Regions from separate parts of the Sus scrofa genome. Here region 2 is linked to region 1. Evidence: chromatin contacts called from public Hi-C data. All regions are on one chromosome and are shown on one strand. The core of a region is the stretch at or near the end of the contact, and the rest is flanking DNA. Distances in the headings are between cores, read along the strand shown. Region 1 has its middle 45 kb from the start of PGM2. Region 2 overlaps TLR6 (toll like receptor 6).

Region 1 (2,700 bases), core at 130-2,629:
CTGGAGTTCCCATTGCGGCTCAGTGGTAATGAACCCTACTAGCATCCATGAGGACATGGGTTCAATCCTTGGCCTTGCTCTGTGAGTTGGGGATCTGCCATTGCTGTGAGCTATGGTGTAGGTTTGAAGACATGGCTCGGATCCTGAGATGCTGTGGCTGTGGTGTAGGCTGGCAGCTGCAGCTCTGATTTGATCCCTAGCCTGGGAACTTCTGTATGCTGCAGGTGTGGCCCTGAAGAAAAAAAAAAAAAAAAACAGAAAATCATGACGGATCTCCATTTGAAAATGTTTCTTTTGTTTAAAAATATGTGAAGGTTGGCTCAATGGTTAACAAACCATTGTCTTGGACTAGTAACCAAGACGTTGCCTGTTTGATCCCTGGCCTCACTCAGTGGGTTAAGGATCCCGCGTTGCCATGAGCTGTGGTGTAGGTCGCAGATGTGGCTCAGATCCCCTGTTGCTGTAACTGAGGCGTAGACCGGCGGCTACAGCTCCGATTGGACCCCTAGCCTGGGAACCTCCATATGCCTCGGGTGCGACCCTAAAAAGACCCCCCAAAAAAAAATTAAAAAAATAGATAAATAATGTGAAGGTCAATGAGTCTGAATGAATACAAATAATGAACTAAACAATTATTGCTGCCAGAAGAAAAAGCTGCCCTGAGGAGACATGCCATTCTACCCTTTCTCAAAGGGTAATGATGAACCAGCGCCTCCTAGAAACCTTATTAGGGGATTCAAGGCTGGGAGGATGGTTGTTTTGTTACAGCAGCTGCCCAGCAGCCCTGTGCTGCAGCGTTATCAGCTCTGGCGACAGCCCTGTGGCTGTAGTGTCCCAGCTCCAGCAGCTCTGTGGCTGCAGTGGATCAGCTCTTTTACGGGGCGAGAAACCCAGCGAGTACTCGGAGAGTTGGAGACTTCAGGTTTATTTTGCCGGCGGGCTCAGAGGAGATGGCTCTCCGGAGTCTGAGCCCCGAAGAAGGGTTTCACAAGGCTTTTATGGGCTACCTCTTCCGGGTCCGTGCTTGGCTGGTTGGACCGGAGTGAGGTCAGGCGAGGGAGTAGGTGTGGAAACAAGTTCACAGAAGCAGATGTGTGGGGGAGGGTGGTTAGGGGCAGTTGGCTGGACTTTGCTTAGTCATCATGGCTGAGGTCTCTCCTTTCTTCCTTCTTATTGGGACAGTTTCTCCTACAGCTTACCCCTGTCAGAATGCATGATTGTTTTGTTATGACCTTTTATAACCTCCTAAAGATGTTATCCACACCATCGACTGGGTCCACAAGAACTGCTCTGTCCTTCGTGGTCTCCCCACAACCCCATCCATGGAGACGTGCACCTTGATCAGAGGAAGAGTTTGCACTATGCAAATGTGGTGAGGTCACTTCGGAAGACCATTCGTCAGGTTGAACTAAAGAAAAAGAAAACAAAACTCTGCACTGATTCCCACGCACTTAGATGTCCATATAAACAAACTCTAGAGCTTTATGATCTCTTCCATATGTACACCAGCCCTCCACACCTGGATTATCCTGGGTGCTTTTATTTTCTGCCAAAAGAGAAAAATAGTAATTTCAATCCCTCCACCATGTCCCATCTAGATGGATTTTAAGGTGATGAGATTTTGCTCCTCCCACAGTTTTGTGGCAGTGTTACAGCAGGCAGAGAGGTAGGTGTGAACAGAGAAACAGAGGCCAAAGGCCAACTGGCAGGAAACCACGCATCTTGCAAACAGCAGGGGGTCCCAGGGCAGCAAAAAGAAGGAGGGGTGAGGGATTGGGGGGTGTCTCATGGCAGAAAAAGAAAAGCAGGAACTGACTGGAAACCACACATTTGAGGTGGTAAGTGTCCTGGAGGCAGAAAAAGAAAGGTTGGAAAAGGCAGGAATCTCCAGCATTCAAATGTAACCTGTTGCTCGTTACTTCCTCATTGCAATAAAATTAGCCTTACAGATAAAAAAATTCCATTAAGGACCAAGGCTCAGGACACTTCCAATCAAAGTTAAATAAGGACAAAAATCCCTCCCCCCTTCAGGAAGGTGGAGCTGGAATGAAAATCTGGATAAATGACAAGGGGGAAGGGGAGGGAGTGGGACGGACTGGGAATTTGGGGTTAATAGATGCAAACTGTTGCCCTGGGAATGGATGAGCAATGAGATCCTGCTGTATAGCACTGGGAACTTTATCTGGTCACTTATGATGGGGCATGAAGGAGCATAATGTGAGAAAGAGACTGTATAGATGTATGTGTGACTGGGTCACCCTGCTGTACAGTACAAAATTGACAGAACACTGTAAACTAGCCATAATGGAGAAAATAAAAATCATTTTAAATTAAAAAAAAGAAAATCAGGGTATAGGATCCCCAGTGAATACTCCGCCCCTTCATTTGTATGCCCCTCCTAACCCACTTGCTAAAGAAACGCAGGGCAACTGCTCACCTGTCTGCCTGCCTTCCCTCTGGAGGCTTGTTTCTCACTTAAATAAATCCTCACTTTGCCTTCTCAATTTCCTTCTAGTTTCTGATTCCTTCTGTGATGAGACAAGAGCCTTTCCACGGTAACAGCAGCTCATGAAGAGAATAAGTAAGGAGGAGAAACAAAGGCAAAGGAAAATATAATTAAATGACCTGCTTTTCACTCTGTCCTCTTTCTCCACAGCTTCTAGAAACTTCCTTTGTAGGTTCTTTCATGACTGCTTCTGG
Region 2 (2,700 bases), core at 150-2,649, 910 kb after region 1:
AGCTGCAGCTCCAATTCAATCCCTAGCCTGAGAATTTCATATGCCATGGGTGCAGCCCTAAGAAACAAAACAAAACTTCCAGATGTAAGACAAACAGGCTCTGGGGATCTACTGTGCAGCCTGGTGCTGTTGGGGAGATGGCTCGGATCGTCAGCGTCGGAAAATAAGACACATGAACATGGGGAGATCTCGACAAGGCTCTTTACTTCTGCAGAAGGGCGCGGGTACTCAAAAAGCGCACGCACAGAAAAGACATTATCCCTAACGCAGGTGATGTACCTGTCCCCTTCCCATTGGTCACGTCAGGGCGACATTCTTCCCGGTTGGCTAATTTGAAACAAACTGTTACTGGGAGAAGAGGGAAGAGGAGGGGCTGCAAAATGGAGTAATGGGAGATTTCCTTTGATAGAAAAGATATTATGTTACTTTCCACAGTGCCTATAGTTAACCATACTGTATAATATACTTGAAAGTTGTTAAGAGAGTAGATCATAAGTATTACCCCCCCACCCACACTAAAAGGAAATTATGTCAAGTGATGGATATGGGTAACTAACCTTATCGTGGTAATGTCTTTGCAATACATATGTGTGTTAAATCGTCACGTTGTAGACCTTAAACCTGCACAATGTTATATGCCAATTATATCTCAATAAAACTGAAAAATACAAAGAACTGGGCAAGAGGTAGGGAGGGACTTGAGGCGGCACATTGCATTCTGAGTGGTGTAAGCCATGCAACAGTATTTGTAAATGGTAAGAACACTAGCAAGTACATTCATCAGAAATTGCAGTTTGTATATATCATACTCCATTAGGTCAAAGTGTTAGAGGGTTGAGCAATGAGACTAAGAGAAACTACTATTTTATACTCATAGTATAAAGTCATCTGTTAAAACAAATAGCCTACAATGAACATATAACATAGAGGAACACTTAGGCAATAAATAACATTGCGTCAAATTTACAAGGTAATCATGCTGAAAATACAAGGATACATTGACAGTGAATGTAGGAGAAAATGTCCCGATAAAAAGGTAGAAAGGAGAGATCCCGGCCACGGTGACTAAGCAAAGTCCAGCCAACTGCCCCTAACCACCCTCCCCACACATCTGCTTCTGTGAACTTGTTTCCGCACCTACTCCCTCGCCTGACCTCACTCCGGTCCGACCAGCCAAGCACGGACCCGGAAGAGGTAGCCCATAAAAACCTTGTGAAACCCTTCTTCGGGGCTCAGACTCCGGAGAGCCATCTCCTCTGAGCCCGCCGGCAAAATAAACCTGAAGTCTCCAACTCTCTGAGTACTCGCTGGGTTTCTCGCCCCGTAAAAGAGCTGATCCACTGCAGCCACAGAGCTGCTGGAGCTGGGACACGACAGCCACAGGGCTGTCGCCAGAGCTGATACGCTGTGACGCAGAGCTGCTGAGCAGCTGCCATAACATGAAAGTATTCAATGTATTTCTCTGGGTCATAGATCAAGAAGCAAAAAATAAACATTCATGGAATATTTACTAAAATTGATTGTTTCTTAGGTAAATAAATGTTTAAATAAACACCCCAAAGCAGAAATTGTTAAAGGAATACTTCTATTTCTATTTCTTTTCTTTTTTTTTTTTTAGGGCCACACCCACAACACCTGGAGGAATAGCTCCCCCAAACCCCTATAGGGCAATAGAGAAGGGCGGCTCTTCTTCCCCCTCCCAATAACCCTGGGAGCTATCTGCTTTCCTGTAATAAAAACTTGCTTGCTTGCTGCCTGTGTGTTCATTGAGTTCATTCTTCAACTACTGTGAACAAGAACCTGGACTCCAGTACCATCTTTATGGCACCAGTGGCAATGCCAGATCCTCAACCCACTCACTGAGCCAAGCCAGGGATCAAACCTGAGTCCTCACAGATAATAGTTGGATTCATTACCACTGAGCCAAAATGAGTATTCGCAAAATAAAACTTTTAAAATTACCTTTAAAATTTTTTCTAAATATATTCCGGATCAAAAAAAAAAAAAAATCACATTTTCAGGAGTTCCCATTGTAGCTCAGTAGGTAAAGAACATGACATAGTATCTGTGAGGACTCAGGCTTGATCCCTGACCTCGCTCATTGGGTTAAGGATCCAGCATTGCTGCAAGCTGTGGTGTAGGATCTGGTGTTTCCACAGCTGTGACAAAAGCTGCCAGCTGTGGCTCCAGTTCGACCCCTGGCCTGGGAATTTCAATATGCTGCAGGTGTGGCTATGAAAGAGAAAAAAAAAATCACATTTTAAAATACAAATATTAAAAATTATGAGTCAGCAGGGTGATATGCTCATGCTCCATCCTCCTCCTCTTGCTCTAAATCCCCAAAATGATGAAACACACACACACACTGAAAAGCAGGAAGCTAAGCCTTTAGGGGAACTGAAACCAAGAGAAGTCTCTGCAATCCACAAGCAGATTTGGACTATGATAAACAGAATACTAGCCTCCCAGAGATGTCTACTTCCTAATCCCAGAATTTGTAAAATGCTGTAACATGGAAAAAGGGAATTAAAGTTGCAGATGGTATTAAGGTTGCTAATCAGCTGACCTTAAAATTATTCAGGTTGGTCTAATGTAATCACAAGTGTCCCTAAAAGTGGAAGATGAAGACAGAAGAGGTCAGAGTGATGAGATTCGAGAAAGACTTAACCTTCCTTGAAGAAGATGGCCATGAGCCAAGGA

Evidence for each region. Hi-C and Micro-C count contacts between places; a contact is called where the count stands out from the background.
Region 2: a Hi-C map of liver shows a contact between it and region 1, with 11 times the contacts expected there. The contact joins two enhancer-like sites. A contact is called at or near these places in 5 of 47 Hi-C or Micro-C datasets (embryonic fibroblasts, fetal liver, fetal skeletal muscle and 2 more) and 1 of 2 datasets of contacts at active chromatin or transcription factors (alveolar macrophages).

What each region holds. Positions count from the first base shown.
Region 1 is chr8:29,261,387-29,264,086 of Sscrofa11.1, forward strand. No RefSeq gene overlaps it. Among named protein-coding and RNA genes, the nearest start is that of PGM2, 45 kb to the right of the region's middle. Within about 2 kb of position 1,380, at least 22 of the 83 cell types and tissues checked have an H3K27ac peak or open chromatin away from gene starts, as enhancers often do. A contact at or near this core is called in alveolar macrophages, fetal liver and liver, where this site is marked.
Region 2 is chr8:30,172,867-30,175,566 of Sscrofa11.1, forward strand. All of the region lies in intron 1 of TLR6 (toll like receptor 6), which reads right to left. Among named protein-coding and RNA genes, the nearest start is that of TLR6, 6.4 kb to the right of the region's middle. Within about 2 kb of position 1,400, at least 19 of the 83 cell types and tissues checked have an H3K27ac peak or open chromatin away from gene starts, as enhancers often do. A contact at or near this core is called in alveolar macrophages, fetal liver and liver, where this site is marked.